5 separate regions of the Mus musculus genome follow, and all the other regions are linked to region 1. Evidence: chromatin contacts called from public HiChIP or PLAC-seq and promoter capture Hi-C data. All regions are on one chromosome and are shown on one strand. Each heading gives the region's core, a stretch centred on a gene start, on an enhancer-like site or on the middle of the called end of the contact. The rest is flanking DNA. Distances are from core to core; before and after follow the strand shown.

What was found. HiChIP or PLAC-seq counts read pairs in DNA pulled down with a chosen protein or histone mark. Capture Hi-C pulls out chosen DNA fragments and counts their contacts.
Region 2: an H3K4me3 HiChIP or PLAC-seq map of bone marrow-derived macrophages shows a contact between it and region 1, with 2.9 times the contacts expected there. The contact joins the promoter of Zfp382 here to the promoter of Zfp30 in region 1. A contact is called at or near these places in 2 of 39 promoter capture datasets (the C10 cell line and liver) and 1 of 115 datasets of contacts at active chromatin or transcription factors (bone marrow-derived macrophages).
Region 3: a contact with region 1 is called in a FOXA1 HiChIP or PLAC-seq map of pancreatic cancer cells. The contact joins the promoter of Ppp1r14a here to the promoter of Zfp30 in region 1. A contact is called at or near these places in 2 of 39 promoter capture datasets (embryonic stem cells and trophoblast stem cells), 1 of 115 datasets of contacts at active chromatin or transcription factors (pancreatic cancer cells) and 2 of 9 other capture datasets (adipose tissue and pancreatic islet).
Region 4: a contact with region 1 is called in a promoter capture Hi-C map of pancreatic islet. The contact joins the promoter of Zfp82 here to the promoter of Zfp30 in region 1. A contact is called at or near these places in 2 of 484 Hi-C or Micro-C datasets (CD4 T cells and cardiomyocytes), 7 of 115 datasets of contacts at active chromatin or transcription factors (the 230-238 cell line, bone marrow-derived macrophages, embryonic stem cells and 2 more) and 3 of 9 other capture datasets (adipose tissue, liver and pancreatic islet).
Region 5: a contact with region 1 is called in an HNF4G HiChIP or PLAC-seq map of pancreatic cancer cells. The contact joins the promoter of Dpf1 here to the promoter of Zfp30 in region 1. A contact is called at or near these places in 3 of 39 promoter capture datasets (embryonic stem cells and trophoblast stem cells), 3 of 115 datasets of contacts at active chromatin or transcription factors (embryonic stem cells and pancreatic cancer cells) and 1 of 9 other capture datasets (adipose tissue).

What each region holds. Positions count from the first base shown.
Region 1 is chr7:29,782,672-29,785,371 of GRCm38.p6, forward strand. It overlaps Zfp30 (zinc finger protein 30), which reads left to right and starts at 1,297. Exons shown (of 5, transcript NM_001360208.1): 1 at 1,297-2,230.
Region 2 is chr7:30,120,495-30,123,218 of GRCm38.p6, forward strand. It overlaps Zfp382 (zinc finger protein 382), which reads left to right and starts at 1,438. Exons shown (of 5, transcript NM_001081007.2): 1 at 1,438-1,582. The coding sequence starts at 1,540.
Region 3 is chr7:29,287,991-29,290,690 of GRCm38.p6, forward strand. Ppp1r14a (protein phosphatase 1, regulatory inhibitor subunit 14A) reads left to right here and starts at 1,330. Exons shown (of 4, transcript NM_026731.3): 1 at 1,330-1,545. The coding sequence starts at 1,345. It overlaps Gm45977 (a long non-coding RNA gene), which reads right to left and starts at 309. Exons shown (of 4, transcript XR_003946629.1): 1 at 206-309.
Region 4 is chr7:30,071,477-30,074,176 of GRCm38.p6, forward strand. It overlaps Zfp82 (zinc finger protein 82), which reads right to left and starts at 1,347. Exons shown (of 7, transcript NM_177889.5): 1 at 1,305-1,347; 2 at 553-663.
Region 5 is chr7:29,306,597-29,309,296 of GRCm38.p6, forward strand. Dpf1 (D4, zinc and double PHD fingers family 1) reads left to right here and starts at 1,405. Exons shown (of 12, transcript NM_001368371.1): 1 at 1,405-1,502. The coding sequence starts at 1,474.

The DNA of each region.
Region 1 (2,700 bases), core at 47-2,546:
TATGTGCTGTTGAGACTAAATTAAACGGGCTAAAGGAAAGCTCTTTCTAACATAACTCTCTTAGGGTTTTATTGCCGTGAAGGGACACCATGACCAGGGCAACTTTTATAAAGGAAAACATTTAATAGGGGCTGGCTTGCAGAGGTTCAGTCCACCATCGTCCTGCGGGAAAGGTGGAGGCTTGCAGGCAGATGTGGTGTACCTTGGGCATATGTGACCTCAAAGCCCCGCCTCTACGGTGATGATACACTTCCTCCAATAAGGCCACACATAAAATCACTACTTGGCATGGGCAAGCATACAAATGCATGAATCTATGGGGCCATACCTATTCAAACCACCACAAGAACATAAGAATAACATGAAAACCCAATCGATTATTCTTTCAGAGAAGCCCATACTGCGATTTCAGGTGCCGTCATTCGGAGCCCCTCTCCTCATGCTAAAGCCTAAAACCCCAAGCCTAAAATAATAAAATAAAATAAAAAGCCGGGTGGTGGTAGCGCATGCCTTTAATCCCAGCACTTGGGAGGCAGAGGCAGGTGGATTTCTGAGTTTGAGGTCAGCCTGGTCTACAGAGTTCCAGGACAGCCAGGACTATACAGAGAAACCCTGTCTCGAAAAAACAAAAAAAAAAAACCAACAACAAAACAAAACAAACAAACAAACAAAAAACCCACAAAACAACAGCCACAACAAAAACTCAAGCCTGCTTTGTTAAAAGAAAACCACGTCCGAAGTGGTGGTGCACACCTTTAATTCCAGCACCACGGAAACAAAGGCAGGTGGATCTCAGAGTTCCAGGCTAGCCTGGTCTACACAGATTCCAGGCTAGCAAGGGCTGCATAGAGAGAGTTTGTCTCAAATAGAGATTTAAGAAGAAAGAAAAACTGGTTAAAAAAAAAAAGAAAAGAAAAAGAAAAAACTCAGGTAGAGGGCGGGGGTGTGGTGGTGTGTGCCGTTAATGTCCACATTCAGGAAGCTTACTGGAGAATCACTTCAATTTCAAAGTCAGCCTGGTGTCCACAGAGAAAACCAGGGTCATTTAGAGAGACCACAGCTTTAAAAACAAACAATAGATGCCCAAACTAGTATAAGTGGTTCAGCCAACGCTCCACGCTGGACCTCAAAGCATCTGGGGGTTAGTTTGTTCAACGCCAGAGCTACTGCTGTAGGCCTAAAGACTTGGCCATTTCTGCCCAATCCTGGATCCTGGAACCAAACTCCCTCTGTCCAGGCCTGCACAAGATGCTACCGAAGGCTCCCCGCCTCCCTGCGGCTCCCTTGTGCGCATGCGCATTGAAGCAGCGAGAAAGAGACACACACAGCCCCACCTCCAACCCCCTTCCCCTGACCAAGAGCTAGGGGCCTGGCTCGCAGCCTCCGCGGGGCTGGAAGCCCAGAACCTAGTCAAAGAAGCTAGTGGCAGTCGGACTCTCAGGCTTGAGATCTGATGTCCCAGAGCCTTCAGTACCACGGTCCCGTCCGTAGCACTTTGGTGCCGCCGCTGCAGCGCTGACCGCGCTGGCAACCCACCCTCCCGGGATACCCGTCAGCTGGGTGGTCCCCGGTCTCGTGCGGCCTACGCTCTTCTCCGGGGACCCGCTCTGAGGACCCCTGGGACTCAGGTGGCCCGTTCGTGGGTACAGCTGCCGTGCTGACGCGCTGCACCTAAACCCCGGCCTGGCTGTGGACAAGGACCGAGAGGGAAGGCGGGGGCCGCGACTTGCACGGTGGAGATACCCTGTGCAGAACCTTAGATTCCCGGCGGGCCTGGGGAGCAGAGAACCGGGGGACACCTCGGACCTAAGGCTGGGCAGCCCCGGACTGGTAACTGGTGAAGCAGAGTGGCCGAAGCAGCAAACTCGGGCACGGGTGACTGTGGGCTGCTGTAGTCTATCTCGCTTGCTGGGATCATACGGATGGGGTCAGCCTGGAGCCCTGAAGCTTGGAAGGGGATTCTGATCAATTTCAGAAAAGCGTAGGGGTGAGGCCAGAGGACGTGGTGGCATACACCTGACTTCTCGGGATTTGGGAGGTGGAGGCAGGGGGAGTAGGCGCTCAAGGTCATTCTCTACTGCCTAACGTTGGGTTGCAAGAGAGAAAAAGAAAAGAGAAGAAGAAGGAAAGAAGAGAAAAGAAAAGAAACAAGGCCTGGAGTGTCTGCCAGTCTTCAGAAGAGACCCTAGAAGCCAGCAGCTACTACTTCTGTTTAAAACAGAGATTATGTGTGAGTTTCTAGAACTTCTGTGTTCCTGTGAAATGCTTGAGTTTTTGTTTTTCGTTTTTGGTTTTTTGTTTGTTTGTTTTTGCTGTTGTTGTTGTTGTTGTTTTGAGTATGGATTTTTTTAATTTCCTTCCCTTTGAAAGACGTTTGTGAAAATGTTTTATTCAACTGTGAGTGGTGTCACTGCCACTCCACTAGGACCAAGTGTTCAAGGCCAGCCTGGGTTACATTGAGACCCTGTCTTTAAAAAAAAAAAAAAGCGAACTATTCATTGCTTTGGGTCTGAGAATTTCCCTGCATTTTCAGTGGGCAGAGACTTAATCAGGATTCCTCTTTGAGTGCGCAGCGCCTGCGGTTCTATGGTTATGTAGCACCCACGTGCTATACATTTAGATGTCCTGTTTTTCTTAGGATTCTCTAATACGGAAATATGTCTGCTAAAGTCTGATGTGTGATTGGTCAAGGACGAGCAT
Region 2 (2,724 bases), core at 188-2,687, 340 kb after region 1:
ACAACTTGTGTTATTAAATATTTTTCTCAGTGAAACTACTAAATCGGGGGTGGGGGTGGGGGGACGGGTGACCATAGTAAAACCTGTATATATTTAAAGCACTTTTTGTTTTTGTTTTGTTTTGTTTGTTTTTGGTTTTTTGAGACAGGGTTTCTCTGTGTAGCCTTGGCTGTCCTGGAACTCACTCTGTAGACCAGGCTGGCCTCGAACTCAGAAATCCACCTGCCTCTGCCTCCCAAGTGTTGGGATTAAAGGCATGTGCCACCACTGGCCAGCCTTAGCAATTTTTTTTTTCCTAAAGTATTGGGAAAGAAATCTATTTTGAACAACGTGAGGAAATGGGTTGAAAAATTGACAGAGTCCTGCACTAAGAACAGAGCGAATCAGCTACAAAGTCTAGTACATTTTAAAAATCGCATTTCATCAATACAATAACCTTTTTGATAGTAGGGTTTTCCTTCACAAGAAAATCATACAATTGAGATTAAGTAGCACTTTCAGATGGAACAGTATTTGGTCCAAAATAGAATCAATCGGTGTGGCTTCGTCTATGGAATAACTGATTAATGCATCATATTGGATATAAATCCTTGGAAAATTATTAATGACACATAACTTCTAAAACAATCTTTGGAATCCTATCCTTAGAACTTCAATATCCTATCTTCGCTTGCACTTCAATCTGGGGGGGGGGGGGACGACGACGACGACTCCCATTGTGAGATCTCCATACAAGGCTGTGTGGTTTTTAAACCTGAATCGTCGTTCTAGGTTTCAAATACCAACTTTCTCCTTAATAGCCAAGTCACTCCACGCTGTGTAGTCTGGCAATGTCACCGGTGAGGCGACAGAGGCAGTGACAGAAACCTCAGCACACATTCCAAGAAATCATGGAACTTTTCATTGCCATCCCTTTACCCTCACCTCCCTGTCGGAGGAAGAGAAACCTTATGCGTTCTCTGAATTACCCTTGGGAAAGACATTGCGTACAGACTGAACAAGAATGCAACAGAGGCCACCCCTCGCGCTTTTCGACAGTTACAAGACATAATTCTCAGCCTAGGGTGGTCAAAATGAAATTCTACCAAACTCAGAAGTCAAAGGGGGTGGGGGCTGCGTCGGTCCCAATAGGATCAAAGCACAGTGCTGTCACAAGATCAATTGGTCACAGTATGGGATCGCAAACCGCTCGGTCCGCGTTCAATCACCCAAACCTAATCAGAATCAGTCTCAGAGCTCCCCTGTGGGCACACCCCACACTGACGCAGCCATGCACTCCCGCGCGCGGCCACAGACCGTAGCAGGCAGCTGACTCCCACCCGCCCCAGCCAAGGGGACGCTGGTGCAAGCGCGGGGCGAGGGAGAGGCGCGCGCGGCAACTAACGGGCCGCCCCGGAGGCTCCTGGGAGAGCGAGCCCCCGGCGTGAGTGCGCAGGCGTAGACGGCTGAGCGGAGGCGGGGCGGTTCGAGACGTTGGGAGAGGCTGAGGACCGCAGTGGATGCTCCGGATCTGGAGGGCGACCGAGAGATCGAATCCAGATGGGAAGACCGGGGAGGAAACCGAGAGGCCGAGCCAGGCCTGGTAATTTTGGGGAGGAAGAAGGTTAAGGAAGCGGGACCGGGACACTCAACGGCTGCACAGGGCCTCGGGTGTGGCCCGTGGGCGTGACACCGAGGATGACTGCCGGTGACCCGAAGGGGTAGTTTTCGTGTTAAACTCGAGGACACTCTGTCGCTGGGAACAGGTCCCTGGGCATCACGAGCGTTGCGTGTGAGGATGTGGGGAGCATGTTGTGGTTTGGCTCCCTCAGCTCATCCTGATTATTTGGGGGCGGGAGGGAGAGCCATAAAGTGATCGCGATCTTCTTGGATGTGAAAGCTGGATGGCGGGATTTTGCTTAGGGTTATAGCGGCCTGCGTCTATTTTTAGATTGGGTATGACTCCTGTAGGAGATTGGAGAATTGAAAGTGATTTGTGAACGTGATTGTGAGTGATTTTGCCTGGAATTCTATCATGTTCTGTCCTCGTGAATGACATGTGAAGCAGTAGGTTGATTTTTCTGAAGGATGTTTGAAAGGTTATCACTAAGCACACGTGTGTGTTCTTCTGTAATTTCTCATAATTTTGTGTGTGTATTTTTTTGGGGGGGGATTTTTTTCCCCCGAGACAGGCTGTCCTGGAAATCGCTTTGCAGACCAGGCTGGTCTCAAACTCAGAGATTCACCTGTCTCTGCCCTCTGCCCTCTGCCCCCTGCCCCCTGCCCTCTGCCCTCTCCCCCCGCCCCCCCCCGCCCCCTCGCCCCCCCGCCCCCCGCCCCCCCGCTGTGATTTAAAGGCATGTGCCTCCACCACCTGGCTTGTAGTACCGTTAATATTTAAATGGTTGAGGTATGCTGTGCGATCACGTATGTGTAATTTTTTTTTTAGACAGGTTCATTATCTATACCAAGTTGCCTCTGAACTCTCTCGTAGCACAGGGTGGCCTAAAACTTGGCAGTGATTCCCCCTACTTTAACCTCCCAACTGCTGGGATTCCGTGTGGTGTGTGCACCACCAAGCCTGGAAGTTATGTACTATTTGATTATCAGATTAGTACCAGCAAGCCTGCTTGAGAAAAATTTGAAGTAGTAACTTAGCAAATATAAAGATACTAATGTTGGAATGGAATAGGTAAGATTTTCATAATTCCCCGTGGTGAGGCCAATAACCTGGGATCAGGATGG
Region 3 (2,700 bases), core at 80-2,579, 490 kb before region 1:
CTTTACCACCCTTCCTCAATAGCTGAGATTCATGTGCGGGGTCCTTAGGCTTAGCACCAAGCCTCTTTACCAAGGGAGCCATCTCGCTCACCCAGGCTGTTGTCTGTCTGTCTATCTATCTATCTATCATTATCTATCTATCTGGGCAGGGTCCACAGCTCAGCTTGTCCTGGACTCTGAAGCTCACTCTGTAGCCTACCCTCACCTTGAATTCCTGAATCTCCCGCCTCCGCCTCCTAAGCACCCAAGTCACATGCTGTTGACACACTCAGTAAACAATGTGTACTGGGAGTGTTGGTATTCTGTCTGGACTCCACCCCCACAGTTACCTGGCAGCAGCCAGGTATGCTCCTCCCCATAGTTACCTGGCAACAGCCAGGTAGACCTGGCCCATTATAAAAGGGGCTGCTTGGCCCCTCCTCCCTTTCTTTCTCTCCTACTCTTGCCTCTCTTCCCTCTTGCCTCCTTGTTCCCCCTCTCTCCCCATTCCTTTACCCCCTCTCTCCACGTGGCCATGGCCGGCCTCTACTTCTCTACTCTCTCCTTCTCTCTGCCTTTCTCTGCCTCTTAACTCTCTTCCCCATGCCCTGAATAAACTCTATTCCATGGTATACCGTCAGTGTGGCTGGTCTCTCAGGGGGAAGGGATGCCTTGGCATGGGCCCGCCGAGACATCCCCTTCCTCACACCCCCCAGAACATGTTCTTGTACAGCTTTATCTCTTTTTATGATCGCAACAGGAACAAGTGAATAAATGGAAATAAGTGGATGGAAAAGTGCGTGAATGAGCGGGGTAAACTAAAAGATGATTCAAGCACTGGCTTAACACTCCTGGGGTCCGTTTCCGATCACCTTCTGGGAGCAGGGGTGAGAAAGAAAAAGTTGAGTGTGGTGGCTCAGGTCTGGAATCGCATCACTTAGAAGGTGGAGACAGGAGGTTTAGGAGTTTAAGGCCAGACTAATAGGTCCCTCTTAAAAAGAGAAACTTCAGTGGGATCCCCCTCCCGTACAGCTAGGCCTGGCGCCCTTGCAACACCCTTCGCTGCCGCCAGAGGGAGCACAGGACGGACCCTAGAGCGTGTCCTGGGACCCCGCCCGGAGATGCCTGCCCTGGGGCACTCTAAGATGGGCACCCCGCCCCCACCCATCTGAACCCCCGCAGGACCCCGGGCTTGAAGGCTGCACATTAGCCAGCTTGCCTCTGCAGGAAGGGAAACTGAGGCCCGGCGATCGGGGAGGGGCGGGTCCCAGAGCACGAGCCCCCGCCCCCGGTGGCCCCGCCCCGGCCATTAAGATCCCGGAGCGCGAGGCAGGGCGCAAAGTAGGGGCAGCGGGTGACGGTACGATGGCTGCGCAGCGGCTGGGCAAGCGCGTGCTGAGCAAGCTGCAGTCCCCGTCGCGGGCCCGCGGCCCGGGGGGCAGCCCCAGCGGGCTGCAGAAGCGGCACGCGCGAGTCACGGTCAAGTACGACCGACGGGAGCTGCAGCGACGGCTGGACGTGGAGAAGTGGATCGACGGATGCTTGGAGGAGCTGTACCGCGGCAGGGTGAGACTCAGAGGGGCCGGGGCTGAGGGACGGAGGTAGCCTAAGACCCTGCAACCCTGCGACCTCGGTGACCCTAGTACTTGCTCGCTGGTGCACCGACTGCGGCCTTTGCTAGGATTCATGGCCCGAGGCGCTGGTCTCGGTGCTTAGAGGCATCCAGCTCGCGGACACTCAGACATGCACCCAGGATCCCCAGACATGTGTGCGTCCAATCAACCCAGACAACTGGGAAGGGCTGGGGATGAGATGGGGGGTGGCGGGCAGAGCCAACATATTGAGAGAACGGATAGGGACAGGGGATGTCCTTAAGCCAAACATAGACATGGGTGACAAGGGAGATAGGACAGCAGAGACTCTCAGCAGAGGAAACAACAATTTTCACAGATGACGGAAGTCACAGCCACTCAGACATAGCACCAAAGTGAGCCACACACAAACTCACAGGAACACAAGTGGATTAAGTTAAGGGACAACATGGCCTGCCATGGAATACTGACATGCACGCACAACACAACCCCCCTGGGCGCCAAGTGAAGAGATACAGCTGGGCACAGATACACATCAGTTCCAGCTGGGGTGCTCCAAGCTCCAATAGCTATCCAGGGACACAGAGTGACTCAAGTTACATGGGCCATTATCTGCTGCCAAAAAAGAAAAGTATGGCTGTCTACAAACAGAGTGGCAGATGTTAAAGTTCTGTGTGCATGTGCACGCGCGCACGCACGCATGCACACACACACACACACACACACACACGTCTGTGGAAATTACACACGGAACTGGTAAAAGTGTCCCAGGAACACAGAACACTAGAAACCAAGGTAGGCAGGGCCGCTAACGCTTGTGACCTCAGCACTTGAGAGGTGAAGGCTGGAGGGTTAGGGGTTCAAGGACGACCTTGGATAAGGAGACCCTGTCTGAAAAGTCTAAAACAAACCTGGCATGGTGCACCTCACACCTTTTAGACTCAGCATTGAGGAGGCAGAGGCAGAGAGATCTCTGTGAGTTCGAGGCCAGCCAGTTCTACAGAGTGGGTTCCAAGTCATCCAGGGATACACAGAAAGACCCTATCTTAAAAAAAAGAAAAAGAAAAAAAAAGATAAATAAAGATAGTCCCTACAGCTTGCCATGTCTGACCTGGGACAGCCACACTAG
Region 4 (2,700 bases), core at 97-2,596, 290 kb after region 1:
AGGCATTAGATCCCATTACAGATGGTTGTGAGCCACCATGTGGTGGCTGGGAATTGAACTCAGGACCTCTGGAAGAGTGTTCTTAACCGCTGAGCCATCTTTCCAGCCCCCCCCTTTTTTTTTTTACAAAAATAAATCTTAAAAATAAATGTACATCACAATTAAGTAGATACCCATACACACCACTCCCTTGGTGTTGGAATCACCCCTAATCACCACATTAACAAACAGCTGCTGTTTACTAAGCATTTGGTATTTATGAATATCAGCAACTGTTCTAAGAGCTCTACAGCATAGTATTAAAAATAAAACCCAGCTATAAAAATAAAGCCCGATCTCCTTGGAGGGAGGGTTGTCGTCCTGTCCCCCCCCCCCAAAAAAAAAAACACTGAAAAGCGGATACGTATGTACGTACAGGCACTGGGTGGTGTAAGGAGTCAGGCTCTGTTTCTAAGAACCAGACATTTAAAAATAACAAATGTTCTGATCCACTAAAAAATTAAAGTGCCTTTCACAGATCCAAGAGGTAAGATTGACCCCCCCTGACCTTACCTTTTAAACAGGCAACAGCGATTTATCCCTCCCCTTCCTGTGAGCACTTAAAGGCAGGCTGGAGTAGGAGCGAATGTTAACGTCCAAACTTTTCTCGGAGCCTTGTCCAGCCTAGTTAAATCAAAGCACAAGACACAACCAATCGGTCACCACCACCCATCACTCACACCCGGGAGCGAGTTCAGCTGTCCTGCCCTGGTACCTAAGAAAGGCCAGGGCGGCAGATGGCCAGGAAGTTTACAATAGCTCCCTAGGTGGATCGCACACAGCCTGTCCAGCGAGTGACTGTATCTGAGCACGTGTGGCGTGTTGGGGGTAACCCCAGGGAACCAGCCAAGGGTGTGTGTGTTGGGGATCGGGGACCATCTTTCAGACCCCTCTCAAGACCCGGAGCTCTTTGCTTTGTTTACTGGGAGTCTTGTGTGTTGCTCAGGTGAATGGCTGGGGAACCATTCCTCTTTGGGACTGATGTGGCTACACCGCAGCCGAGCCTGGGGCCAGAATCACACACACCAGGACCTCGGCAACCTCGCTCACACAACCGCTCTGCACCCCATTCACTCGCACAAATGCCATCACGCCGTGGCTTCCGGGCCGCACTCAGTCGCGGTGGCTGCCACCCCGACGCCCTGCCACGCCCAGCAGGCACAGCTCGCCACTGTGGTCCCCACGCAGCAAGCCGAGGCGCGGACCCAGTATGAGGGGCGCGGGGCCTCCCTGTCCCCGCCCTTACCCCCTGCTCCCTGCAGCACCTTCACTAAGTTCACGGAACTGGGACCCAGGCTCGGCTCAGTTGCCCCGCCCCACGCGCTGAGGTGACAGTGGCTGCATCTCCAGACCCCCGAGAGCCTACAGGGCGTTGCGCGGGGACTGCTGGGAGGGACAGCCGCACGCACCGCGTGCGCATGCGCCACACTCACTGTGTGCTCCGTTTGGGACCAGGACAGGGAGAGGAGCAGAACCTCAACTCTGATTAAGTATTTGAGGAAAATCGGATTTTCGTTTGGAGATTTGTGCATTTGATATAGTCATGTTTGTTGTGGAGGTGACTGCAAATGACTACGTCTTAGAATAAGATTTTAAAGGACATTCCTATCATGTAGTTTGCTTTTACCCAGGTTCTTAAGATTTTCTTCTTTCTTAACCAGGATTTTTTTTTTTTTTTTGGAGAGACAGGGTTTCTCTGTGTAGTCCTGGTTGTCCTGGAACTCACTCAGTAGACGAGGCTGGCCTTGAACTCAGAAATCCTCCTGCCTCTGCCTTCCAAATGCTGGGATTAAAGTGCTGGATCATCAACTTAAATACCTTTCGTTCCTATATTTTTAAATTGCCAGAAAATAAATAATAAAATGGTTGAGCTGGTATGTGCCTATATTCTTATCACTTTGAAGGCAGAAGAATCACTCAAAAGTTTGAGGCCAGCCTGAGTTACATAGTGAGTTCCAAGCCAGCCAGGGCTATATAAGACCTGGTCTCAAGTATATAAAGTAAACGTGATGGTTAAATTTCTGATTAATTGATCATCTATAATTATATTCTCTAATGCTACAGCTTGTGGAAAGTTAAGCCTTTCAGTAAATAGGGATAACAATGAATACTAAGCAGTGACTAACGAAGGCACAGCCCTACCCTGATAAAACAATGAGTCAGGTGGTAGAATCACTCCCACATGGAACATGCTATATAGCACATAAACATGATTAATTAAAAAAAAAAAAAAAAAAAACTCGGGGGCTGGTGAGATGGCTCAGTGGGTAAGAGCACCCGACTGCTCTTCCGAAGGTCCGAAGTTCAAATCCCAGCAACCACATGGTGGCTCACAACCATCTGTAATGATCGACTCCCTCTTCTGGAGTGTCTGAAGACAGCTCAGTGTACTTATATACAATAAAAATAAATAAATCTTTAAAATAAATAGATAAATAAATAATTCTTAAAAAAAAAAAAAAACTGATCTCAGGCAGAACTTGCCATCTCATGAAATAAACTACTGATTATGATTACTCTTGGGGAAAATAAGGTCAAAAGGTGTTGTTGTCTTATTTATGTTTAAATCTTCCATGAGAAAACACACCTGTTTTATTTCTAGTTTTAAAATTAATAACTTTCAAGCCAGAGAGATGGCGCAGTGGAGTTTGCTGTGCATTC
Region 5 (2,700 bases), core at 155-2,654, 480 kb before region 1:
TACCCACACCCCTTATTTATTCCTGGGCAGGACGTAAATCAGACACCCTGCAGTGCCGGGGGACGCCTGAGATGGGTGGGTGGGTGGGTGGATGGGGACATTTGTGGAAGGGAGCTATAGCAGTCTAGAGGTGTATTGTGTGTGTGAAGTGCGGGAAACCTTGAGACTTATGATGGGTGGACCGCCCCCTGCTGGACAAGAATTTTTTTTGTATTAACACTTGATATGCTAATTTATGCTGCCACTCTAATCAGAATGCTAAGTTATTCCCCAGAGGTGGGGCTGAGTGTGAGTCGTGTGTGTGTGTGTGTGTGTGTGTGTGTGTGTGTGTGATATTCAGTAGGTCAGCTCATTCTCTGGGGATCTCTTAGGGTAGAGTGTGGGAGAGAAAAGGAGGCAAGGAGGATCCTGTAGGGACGTGTGCAGGCACACGAATTCTATATCCAGACAGCAGCCAGGGGCTGAGAACAGGTAAGGTTTCCTCCCAGGATCTCAAAGCCCTTCTCTAGAAAATGAGGATAGTCCGGTTTAACCTGGAGAGAGCTGTGTTAAGCACATAGTGAGTGTTAAGTATTCACTCAACAAATATTTGTTGAACACCTGCTAAGGCAGGCTATTTATTCTTCCTAATAACAGTGCAACCACTTTATGCCTTGGTACATATCAGATCCTCTTTGTAGATATCTTCTCGGTGGAATAAATGAATTTATAGGTATCTGCCAGGTACTAATTCCAGCACTTGCCTGGTATGGCGTCACACACTAATTTCAGCACTTGGAGAGACAGGAAAAATGGCCAGTTTGGGCTGAACAGCAAGATGCTGTCCCTAAAACAGTCACTTACCCTGTTGCTATTGTAATCTTCAGTCCGTTGAGACAGGCCCAGAACGCTTAGCTTAAGTCATGCGCACCAAGTCCCACAAGCGAGGATTTGAGGCCAGGAAGAAGGAAGGCAGTTCTGTAGTCCTTCGTAGGAGTGGACTGGGGTGGCCGCGAGAGTCATCTCTCAGTCACGATGGGTTCTCTACAGCTTGGAGTGCTAGGTGGCGTTTGGCGTGCTGGTGACACAGCTGGGTGGGCACCTGCGAGGTCCCCGCGCGCCTGTGGCCGGTTGTGCGTGAAGGTGGGGTGAATGGAAGTCTGCGAGTGTAGTGTGACTATGTGTAAGCTGCCATGTGCGCGTGTGTGCGTGCATGCGTCTGTGCACGTGGGGCTGGAAGTGCGTGTGAGTGAGCGTGTGTGAACGACTGCGAGATCCTCCATCCCTCCCCCACCCCACCCCCTGGGTCGGAGGACCCGCTAGGGACTACCACTCCCGGCATGGCCTGGGCGGCCCGCCCTGCCATCCTGATTGGCTGAGATCCTCGTGCTCCCGCCCCCTGGGAATGAATGGATGGGCGGCCTCAGCGCCCGCCCGACCGCTGGGAGGACCGACCCGGCAGGGACCTGCTGGGGGCAGGACCCGGGGAGCAAGATGGCCACGGTCATCCCCAGCCCCCTGAGGTGGTGCGGGTGGGCGCGAGGCGGGGGAGTCGGCGCGGGCGGGTCTGTGCGGCCGCGCGCGCGCGTGTGTATGTGTGTGGCCGCTGGGGGTGGGGCTGGTGGGGTGTCAGGGGGCTGTCACCGCGTGCGGGGGTGCGAGTGTATGTGACTGAGGGTGTTTAGCAAGAATGATGTCCGACGCGTTGCTCCAGGACTGGGAGAGGGCGTGGGGGAGGGGTCTCCAAGGATTTTTAGGGGAAAGGGGTCATGTCCCCTCCCAGGGATGCCAGGGTTTGAGAGAGGGTACATGGTCTAGGGAAGCTGGGGCCTGGGTACACTCGAATCCACGCTACCTTTGTCTTGGGGTGTGGAGTGTGTTGAGCGACTTATACATTGCTTTTTGCTTTGTAGCTGAATGTGTGGGTATGTATAGGGTTTCTTTTATTCTGCACTACCTATCTGAGTATTTGGGTCTCGAAGTGTGTGCACATGTCTGGCGAATCTGCACCATTTATGTTCTGTGTCTTTGGATATGGACGTGTGAGGATAGGTCTAAATTTTTGTGTGAACATGAGCAGACCTGACTGCCCCTCTGTTTCCAAGGCGTGTACCTGTGTATTTGGGGATGCATTTTAAATTTGGGGTTTCTGTGTATGTGTACCCTTGAAAATCTCAGTGATGTCTTTGTATTGTGTGTTTGGCTGGAGTGTCTTTGGATGGATATGTAAGCGCATATGTAAATGTTTATAGGGTCCCTATCTTTTGACATTGTGTGACTGTTGGGATGAGTGTTGTGTGGTGTGTTTCCATGTTGTGGGTCTTTGTGGATAAGCTGTCTCTGGAACCATCTGGGTCTCTGGATACATGACATTCATAGGTAGTTCTATGGCTTTTTTTGATTTGGATTATTTGTGTTCTGCAAGAGATGTGTGTCTGTGTGACAGAGAGAATTTGTTTGCTACTCCTTTGTGAAGATTGGGATACGTTTCTCTTTGTGTGTGAATCCCGTGTGGCCATGTGCGATTTGTTTGTATTGGGTGTTTGGCTACGTTCATGTGTGGATGGGTCCCGGTATGTTTTGGTTTGTTTTTATATTGTCTGTGAACACTTCTTAACCCGAGACATAATCAAGTTTTAGGTAGCTGCTTCCCTGCCAGCACCCTGCCCCGCCCCCGGATCCAGAGGGGTGGGAGAAGATGGGGGAGGTGAAGGTGGACCT